Linked DNA regions of Mus musculus: region 1 is linked to region 2. The links are chromatin contacts, called in public HiChIP or PLAC-seq maps. All regions are on one chromosome and are shown on one strand. The core of a region is the stretch at or near the end of the contact, and the rest is flanking DNA. Distances in the headings are between cores, read along the strand shown.

Region 1 (4,929 bases), core at 1,829-4,328, 610 kb before region 2:
GGTTGATCTGTTTTGAAGACAGGTTAAAGTTGAACACAGATAAAAATCATTGTATGTCCTAGGAGTCAAAACTTTTTTCACTAGTGAGTTTACTTTAACCTTCTCTAACCTTTTCCCCTGTTAAGTTGTATACCATGTGACATTAGCTTTCTACCAATTAATATTTATATAGTATATCTTTGCCCACCTATAACTTTAAAAATTCATGGGTTCTAACATTTTGAATGTGTCTCTTTAAATCAGTACATGCTTATCATCCAACAAATGAAAGTTATTTTTTAATTAATAAGTGTTGTCAATCTTCTCTCTTTATATTTTGGGCTATTTGCCCATATTTCCAAAGTTTTCTTCCATCTGACTAACATATCTTTTAGACTTGCTTCTTGTTTAATTCCATTTGTCTAGGTTGTTTTGGAAGTTGCTTGTTTTTTTCTTCTTTTTTATAAGCTACATTTAATTTATCTGCTTATTTTGGTGTTGTGTGTGTGAGCTCATGCCCTTTACAATTACATTCAAATATTAAGGGCACCTATTAAAAATTAAGTCATTACATAGCATCAAACTGCCCTCTAAATTCACATTTTTATACCCATAGAGTAGTACCCCTTTCTTTTCTTTTCTTTCTTTCTTTCTTTTTTTTTGTAAAACAGATCCTTTTTTTGTTGTTGTTGTTGTTTTTTGTTTTGTTTTCTGGAAGAATTTTTAGTGTTTCAGTAACCAAACCCATTGAAGTTTCTTTAGTGAATGTAGTCACTAAAGGCCGCGGCAGAAAGATTGTGAGTTCCAGGCCAACCTGGGCTCCATATAGCAAGACTTCTCAAAGAGAGAGTTGGGTGGGACTCTGCTTTGTCTTTGTGTACAGCTGTCTAGTTGCTCCAGTAGCATCTATTGCAGTAGTCTGCCTTCTTTTGTTATACTCGTAGTTACAAATCAGTTGCCTGTGTATGGGACAAACTTGTTCTACCTCTTCATTCTGCTCCTCAGATCTGTCTTCTACCTATCTGTCTTGTCACCAATACCACACTGTATTAATTACTCTAGCTTTATATTAAGCTTCCAAATAAAGTAGTATGGGTCTTTCAAAACTGTCTTAGTTTATTGGGTTTCTATTGTCTTTCTATATACATTTTAAAATCGGCTTATTAGTTTCTAATTTTATATAATATATATTTCTAATTTAATAAAGTCTACTAGGTTTTTTTATATTCTTGAATCTACAAATCAGTTTGGGAATAGCCCACATGTAAACCATAATGAATTCTCTAATCCTTTAAACCCACTTTCAAAGAATTATTTAGGGGATCAGTTGGTGGAGTGCTTGTCTAGTGTGCACAAAGATCTGAGTTTAATCCCAAGTCCTACATAGAATTAAACCTAGTGGCACACGGCTGTAATCCCAGTGCTTAGGAGGATAAGGTGGCATGATCAGATGGGGCAGACGAGAAGAGTCGGAGGTTAAGGGCATGTGCTACATTCAGACCTACATTCAGTTCCCAGCACACACATTGGGTGGCTCACTGTTGGATGAGTCAAAGTTGCCTATTACTTCAACCCCAGGGAATTTGATGCTTCTGGTCTCTATGGTACCTGTCCTCACACAAACATACCCTTACCACTTGCATGGGCACATAATTAACAATAATACAAATTAGAAAGCCAGTTCAAGGTCATTCTCCACTACACACAGAGTTCGAGTCTAGCCTGAGCTCTAGGACATCTATTTCAAAAAAACCCCAATCATTTAAAAATAATTAAAAAATTAGCATAATCTGCCAAAATATGTGGAATCACTGATGGTGTGAACTTCAAAAGAGTCAAGGGGATTCAGAGAGGATATAATTTATTTAAAAGACTTGCTAGTCATTTTAAAAAAGGTCAGTGTATATACAAATTATTTATAATGGAGCTGGAGAGATAACTTGCTCTTAGCAGTGGTTAAGAGCATGTCCTTGCAGAGGACCCAGTTCTCAGCACCCACATTACACAGTTCATATCCACTTGCAATGCCAGCTCCAGGGGATCCTATACCCTCTTTTGGACTTCTTCACATATGTTCACACATACTTAAAAAAATAAAATAAATGCTAAAAACAAGGAAATTATTAATAATGTATATATTTGTTACCTAGGTTTCTGAAAGCAACAAACAAAATAGGATTTTCTCTCAAAGTGTTAGAAGGGCAAGAGGCAGCGGTGGGTACCTGGAACCATGGTGGTACCTGGCGGGCCCATGCCAAGGTGCCCCTGGAGAAATCACACCATGCAACAGACCTGGTACAAAAGGGGGTTTATAAAAGGGGAAGGGAAGGGAATGAGGGCCTGGAGAAGGGGTAAAGGCAGACAGACAGGAGCCATGAGGACAGAGAAGGGAGGGACAGAGAAGGACCAAAAGAAGGACAGAAAGGAGAAGAGAGAGAGAGACCGGCTGAGAACACATGGGCACAGAGAATGCTTCCGGGGTGGAAGGGTAGTCCTTTTATACACCACCACCCAGGCCTGGTGCCTTTCCTAGGTTTCTGGGAGGAGCCTAGTGGGATCACCTGTAAGCCTACACTCAGGAGCCATCAAAGCTGAGGGAGCAAAGACAGGAGAGGTTGGAGTCATGAAGGCTTTTCACCTTGGAGGAAGGCTGCGTAGTTTGTTCCATCCAACACTGGTATATCTAAGCTCCCAGGAATGATTTGGGATCTGACCTCTGAGAAAGGGCCCAGCGCAGTGATTCTTGACCTCCCTAATGCTGTGACCCTTTAATACACTTCCTCATCATTGTGACCCCCATCATCATTTTCGTTGTTACTTTATAATTTTGATACTATTATGAATCATAATGGAAATATCTGATATGCAGAATATCTGACAAGAAAAAGTCATTTAATTTCCCAAAGGGTTTGTGACCCATTAGGTCCACTGGCCTCGCTGGTTGTGATGAGCTCTTGAGGGTATGTGATGAGACTTGTCTGGTTAGAGCCAATAATTGGGGCCCTGAATCCAGTTGCTGGCATGGGAAAGAACTGGGGGTAAATGAGTGAGGAAGCATTGCTAAAGGCAAGCTCTAAGAAAGAGGAAGGAAGCTGGAAGCCACAGAAGATGTTCCCTTCTTCTGTCTCCATCCATTCTATTCTTAGTACCTCCTATTTATTGAGAGGGCCTGCCTGGTAGCCTGCTGGCAAGTTAGAAATAAGGTGTGGAAAGAGTCAGTCACAGTATCACAAAGTAAAGTGTACATGACTTAGCTTAATAACTGGAATGAGCAGGTACTGGTGTATTTATAGCACAAAACAGATGATTTCACAGCACTCGAAATGCTGACATCAGTATTAAATAAACGCGGATCTTATATAACCTTCTCAAAATAGAAACAACTCAAAGCAGAGAACACACGTGAGAAAATGAAGGATGCAATTCAGCAAACATAGAACAGCATGCAGATCACGAAAGATAATGTGGCAGAAATACAGACCTGCTGGGCATGTGGTGGCTGTAGACAGTCAAATTAGATTTCACAAACACCCTTTTCTCTCCACAGGCTCTTACCCAAAGTATCCATTTCCTTTTAAAGCAATTATCACCAAAGAGGGCCAGGGAAACATCTCAGTGAGACCGTGTTTGCCTAGCTAGCATGCACAAAGCCTTGTTTTCAACCCTTAGTGTCAACAGAAGAGCAGCATCAGAGCCAGACCTGATGCTGCATTCTTCTAATCTCAGCACTTGGAAGCTAAGGTAGATGGGTTGCTATAAGTTTGAGGCCAGCCTGGACAACATAGTATCAGGCTAGATTGGCTACTCAGCAAAATCCTGCTCACTACTCAAAACCTTCATGAGGTTGGGAGAAGGTAGGGGTGGATATAGGAGGAGTTGGGGGAAAATGAGAGTGCATGTGTATATGACCAAAATATAGTGTGCATATGTATTCAATTCTCAAAGCAATAACAAATATATTATCCTAAGAAACTTTCATGAATACATAGAGAAAAGTATAGAGTTTTCATAGTATTTTGGCAGCAAATTCTCAAACCTTCTAAGGTTTATGTAAAACATTTGGTTCATTTAGATATTTCTGTGTTCTTTGAAATAAGATCTACTTATTCTTGGAGAATTTTATACATGTATATAATGCATTTTGATCATATGTACCTCTTTGTCCCTGTCCTCCTTCATAACCCATTGTATCTAGTCAGTGCTGTATGCATGTGCGTGGGTCCTCTACCAGAGACCCCACTTCTGCAGAGAACTGATTCCTCCTCCCATAGTAGCCATCAGCTGTCAGTGGCCCCTCAGCTCCTGGTGGATCCTTCAGAGCTCCTCCTCCATCTGTGTTGGCACGTTGATCTGTGCAAGGAGCCATAGTAGTATGTTCATGGATGCAACAGCCTTGTTGTGTCCAGAAGGCACCATTTCTAAGCAGTCTACACTATACTCTGCCCCATGCTGTCTTTTCACCCACTTCTGTGACATTACCTTAGTCTTGGGGTAAGGGTAAGCATTCTTACTAGTTGTGATTGGGGGAATCCAATTCTTATCTTCCTTTAAGAAGGGCAGATACAGTGTCTAAATAATGATGGGCATTGTGTAAATAATGGGGGTTCACATACATGGTTGCAGTAATTGCTGAAAATCATCTCCGGGAACATGATGTAGGCTCTAGGGAGCCTGGGCAGCGGAACGAGCACAGAATTGGTAGCATTCATACTTCCTTTGTATGCCCTCTACGGTGCTTGCCTAGGTTTTGTTCGAATGAGCAACATTGTGTTTGGAAAGTTGTAGAGCTAATTTGAGACTCGGAATGAACTCTCTTGCCAATTATGAATTATTGTTATTATTTTACTTCACTTAGATGGTTGAGCTAGTAAAATACTCATAGACTCAATCCATTTTGAAATTCAAAATGAAGAAAAAGGGGAAAGATAGTTGTTTGAGTCTCCGTGAAAG
Region 2 (5,219 bases), core at 1,604-4,103:
ATCCCCAGACTTATTTCCAGAGTGGTTGCACCAGCTTGCAATCCCACCAGCAATGGAGAAGTGTTCCTTTTTCTCCACATCCTCGCCAGCATCTGATGTCACCTGAGTTTTTGATCTTAGCCATTCTGACTGGTGTGAGGTGGAATCTCAGGGTTGTTTTGATTTGCATTTCCTTGATGACTAAGGATCTTTTCCATTTCTTGATGAGCTTAGTAGATGGAGCCACTCACTGAAGCAAGCCAGGTAAAGGAGACTCAGGTATGGAAAAAAGGACAAAATTCACTTCAGAAGTGCTAAGATTTCCAGAGCTTAGAAGCATCCAAGCAGACATGAATCTGGACTTTGGAGGAAAGATCTACATTGGAAGCAACTGAGGAGTTGTTAGCATGTGGGGTAGCTTTGCAGCCATAGGCACACTCAGGATGCCTATCAAACACACTGACAATGAGTCATGAAGATAACAGAAACTCCAAAGCTCAACATTCCAAGAAGAAATTATTTCTGTAAAGATTATCTATCTGTATATCTGTCTGTCTATCTGTCTGTCCCTATCTGTCCATCCATCTATATCTATATCTATATCTATATCTATATCTATATCTATATCTATATCTAATCTCTCTCTCTCTCTCTCTCTCTCTCTCTCTCTCTCTCTCTCTCTCTCTATCTAAACCTATACCTATACCTATACCTATACCTATATCTATATATCTCTGTCTCTCTGTCTCTGTCTCTGTCTCTGTCTCTGTCTCTCTCTCTCTCTCTCTGTGTGTGTGTGTGTGTGTTCAAAGGCTAAAAAAAGATATTGAATACACTGGAATTGGAGCAATTTGAGGTGCTGGGAACCGACCTGCTGTCTTCTACAAGAACAGTAAACCCTCTTAAGCACTGAGCTCTCTCTTCAGCCCTGAAAATTTCTAAAAGAAAATCCTTGAACATTTGTGTGAACAAAAATTTTCTCTACACTACAAAGATCTTAAAGAACAATGCAAACCATTATTGACCAATAAGTATTTAGCAAAACTTTAAAATATTTTTGTCACAAGATTCTATTTAACATCATTGGCTAGGAATATAGCTTGGCTAGGAGTGTGTTTCTAGCACAAACTAAGGTTCAATCCCCAGTAATGCATCAAACTAAGGTGTATGCCCCACACTCAAAGAAGTATAGACATGGGCTCAGAAGGTCAAGGCTATCTTCAGCTAGACAATGAGTTTGAAGAAAATAAAAATTTTAAATTAAAGAAATAAAACATGAAAACCCAAACCTCAAAAGGGAAGAAAGCTTTGCTATATATAATAAATTTCTTTTATCCACTGAATAAAGAAATAGGAAGTGATTTCTTTTTCTTTCTTTCTTTCTTTCTTTCTTTCTTTCTTTCTTTCTTTCTTTCTTTCTTTCTTTCCTTCCTCCCTCCCTCCCTCCCTCCCTCCCTCTCTCCCTCCCTCCCTCCCTCTCCTCCCTCCCTTCTTTCTTTCTTTCTTTTTTTCTGAGACAGGGTTTCTCTGTATAACCCTGGCTGTCCTGGAACTCACTCCGTAGAGCAGACTGGCCTCGAACTCAGAAATCCTCCCTCTGCCTCTGCCTCTGCCTCCCGAGTGCTAGGATTAAAGGCGTGTGCCACCACGCCCGGCAGAAAGCTATTTCTTATAGATTCTGTATGAAGGAAGATAGGCAAATGGCCATGGAGTCCAGAAAGATGCTGGAGACATGGCTTAAATTAGGAAGACAGATCACATTGCAGACTGTATTCTATGCTGGCATGGATATGAAGAACTAAAACTCTCATTACCGCCACTTCAAGCAGAAGATAGTGTCACCATTTTGGAAAACACTTTGAATATCTCTTTTAAAACTACCAGTGGAACCAGCCAGCTAGTCCACTGCTGTGTGTTTATGGGAGAAAATAAAAAGTGAATGTTCACACAAACCTATACCTTAAAATATATAGCAGCTTTATTCACAAGAGTTAAGAACTGGAAATGACTGAGTGGTCCCTCTATAGGCAAGTAGATAAGGGAGCTTTAGTTTGTGTGACTATAGAGCCCTGTCTGAAAATAACAAGGCATGATTTAATGAGCGTTCCTCCAAGGTTGATGACCTGAGTTTAGTCCCTGGGATTCACAGGATAGAGAGAACCACTTACCCTAATTTTGATGACCTTCATGCATGAGCTGTAGCATGCATCTCCCTACAGACATAGCTGCACACATGCACATAAAATAAGGAAAAATACATTGCTTACTGAATATATGACATAGATTAGTCTACAAGTCATTAGACAAGAAAAAGAAACCTCTTAATGTGTGCTTCAATTTATATAGAATGCCAGAAACTGCAAACTGAACTGGCATACGAAACTCACAGAAATCTGGACAGGAGATCTTCAGAAAATAGGGAAGGAAGCGTGACTGGGAAGAGACAAGAGAGCCTTTGCATTACACAGCAGGAAACCTGCACATAATGGAAGGGTTCTGTATTTTGAATGCATTTTGTGGTTTCCTACTGTAAAAGACCAGTGTAAATTATCAAATTATGCACTTTTTCCTTTAAACAAAAAAATTACTAGCGTATATTAATTGTACAAAATAATTGGGTTTCGTTATGATATTATAATTTGTGCACATAATGAGCTTTGATTACAATTATCCTCCCATGGCCTTGTCTTCTGCCCTCCTCTGTCTCCTGCTGGTCCCTTCTTCCCATCATGTTCTGCACTTTAAATGTACTGCACTAGTTGCAGATAAATTATGCTGTTCACTAAGAAGATTTTAAAAGCACTCTGAATGCAGTGGGAAGACCTAAGAGCCAAAAGGGAACTCAGAAGATGCACAGGAAGTCTGGTGGGTGGGGTGGGTTTTAAGATGCACAGGAAGTCTGGTGGGTGGGGTGGGTTTTAAGATGCACAGGAAGTCTGGTGTGTGGGGTGGGTTTTAAGAGTTTAAGGATGAGGATCTGATAAGGAGTAAGGTAACCGCTAGAGTACACAGAGGTCAGATTCCCCCCCCCAACTCGCTCAAACCCCCACTCTCCAGCCCTCCATACCCTACTCCCTGGCCTTCAGTCTGACCTGTGTGGCTCAGGCACAGCTAGACAAGGTAGAGCTGGGAATTTTAGGTCCCTGCTTCACGAGTCATGTCCCTCAGAAAGACTTCCAGGAACATGACAGCATACTCCATGTTCAACTCTTTAGAACTAAAGCAGCTGGAGAGATGATTCAGTATTAAGGGTACTTGTTCTTCCAGAGAACCTGAGTTTGGTTCCCAGAACCTACTCATAGGAGGTTCACAACGGACTAACTGTAACTCTGGTTCTAGGAGATCCCATGTCCTCTTCTGTGTGCATAGTGAGACCCTGTCCCAAACAAACAAACAAAAACAAAACCGATATAGATGACAAAATAGCCCCACTGTGTGGAAGGGTCTAGCCTACATTGTCAGTTTCTCTGTTAACTTCCAGGGCTGTCTTTATTTAAAACTTGAGTAAGGATTTCTGGTTTCCCCGAGACAATGTGCTTGTCACTGCTATCTAGTGAGCTTTCTGTATGAGCTAAACATGTTACAAACACCATGCATATTGAATGCTTGGAAAATTCCATGAAATATCATTAACACTTAGATCTAGGGAATAAAACTAAGACTTGAGGAAATAAGACAGTTCTCCAAAGCAGTAGAACAGGGTTTTGAACTCAGCTCCTTTGATCACTAAGGCCTATTTATAAGCGTTGCAGAAAGAACCTCTTCCTGTTTGCAGCTATATGTTATACTTAATCTTTGTGCGCTATTGCAAACTGGTGTACGGTGAAGCACACTGCAGATGCTAAACAAATATTGATTCACTCATTGATTGATTCCCTTAACTAAAATTTTGTGCTTTAAAATACCAATCACCTGCCACCGGGGACTTTTAAGGGGCTTTAAAAAATATCAGTTACTAAGGACATTTCATCCTTGCCAGATCGGAAGGGATTAACGGGAGCCTTAAGCTTCCCTTGGTGCCCAAATGGGAAAAGAGGGGATGCCTTGGCTTCCTCGTCTCCACTCACCTAGCTGTCCTGCCTCAGCATCTGGGACCCCTTCCTCTTCCCTGTAAGAGGAGCTATAAGAATGTGAGGACATTCTGGACAATTTCACCTGTCACCTTGCTCCAGACACAGTGTGTCACCTTCCATCACAGCCATGACCCACAAAGGGTCCCCTGGGGCAGGGAATAGAGCCTGAAACCGCTGTTCAGTCTTTCTCCTTATTAGGATAAGGCAGGTCTCAGGTCTGATCCATAGAATGATGGCAAATGCTACCCAGAAATACCAACACCACTGCACCGTCTGGCTAGATGTTGTCTTTAAGAAACCTCTGTGTGACCCTACCTCTGTGCTTCTGGCACTTTAAGTCCCCAAAGTCTTCATTGTAAGCGTGTGTGCCTAAAAGTCCTTTTGAGCTGTTGTGAAATAACATCCTACCATGCATAAATGAGAACAAAGGAAGAGAAACACACGTACTAAGAAATCCAACTTCCAGTTTACATGTTCTTGATTTTTTTGCATAATTTGGGGTGAATCACTGCCTTTAGACAAACAGGAGGAGAGAGGGATTAAGATTCATTCATGAATCAAGGCCGTCAAGGGTTTCCAAGAAACCAAGACTGAAATACTTATGTGGAAGAGAAAAAAAACAAAATGCTCTTTCCTCCCGGATTTCAGACTTTATATTCATTAAAAATCACGAGGGTAGGAGAGGCAGGATGCAATTGTACAAGTGAGTACAAAGAGCTTTCACGGATCTAATTTAGTCTTAAAACAGCCTCCGCCATGCTTGAGGGAGCCTTGTTCTCCTTAAGCCTTTCTACCTTGACTGGATTATTTTTTTTCCTTTTAAATAAGCTTCTTTTAATGTAAAAAAAAAAGTGGGACTGTGTGAGAGATGTTCCCACAGAAGATGAGGGAGCCAGTGAGGCTCAAGGGTCAAAGCCAAACTGTTAAATATGAGTGCGCACACAGTCTACTACGGGGCTACTTCTAAACACCCACAACAGTCAGTGTTCTTGAAGACTAGTAGCTTCCATTATGGGGAGGTCTGGACACTGTGGTCATGCTCCTCTGTGTGTGTGTGTGTGCGCGCGTGCTCGTGTGCGTGTGCACAGGGCACAGGCGAGTGTGTATGTGTGTATCCATGTGTCTCATTAACAACTGACCTTGAGTTTCCTACTTCCCGGCCTGTCT

The links. HiChIP or PLAC-seq counts read pairs in DNA pulled down with a chosen protein or histone mark.
Region 1: a contact with region 2 is called in an H3K4me3 HiChIP or PLAC-seq map of bone marrow-derived macrophages, with 8 times the contacts expected there. The contact joins two enhancer-like sites. A contact is called at or near these places in 1 of 484 Hi-C or Micro-C datasets (the N1E-115 cell line) and 1 of 115 datasets of contacts at active chromatin or transcription factors (bone marrow-derived macrophages).

Annotation. Positions count from the first base shown.
Region 1 is chr17:72,786,405-72,791,333 of GRCm38.p6, reverse strand. No RefSeq gene overlaps it. Among named protein-coding and RNA genes, the nearest start is that of Ypel5, 48 kb to the left of the region's middle. Within about 2 kb of position 3,078, at least 36 of the 459 cell types and tissues checked have an H3K27ac peak or open chromatin away from gene starts, as enhancers often do. A contact at or near this core is called in bone marrow-derived macrophages, where this site is marked.
Region 2 is chr17:72,180,310-72,185,528 of GRCm38.p6, reverse strand. All of the region lies in intron 4 of Alk (anaplastic lymphoma kinase), which reads left to right. Among named protein-coding and RNA genes, the nearest start is that of Gm41613, 53 kb to the right of the region's middle. Within about 2 kb of position 2,853, at least 9 of the 459 cell types and tissues checked have an H3K27ac peak or open chromatin away from gene starts, as enhancers often do. A contact at or near this core is called in bone marrow-derived macrophages, where this site is marked.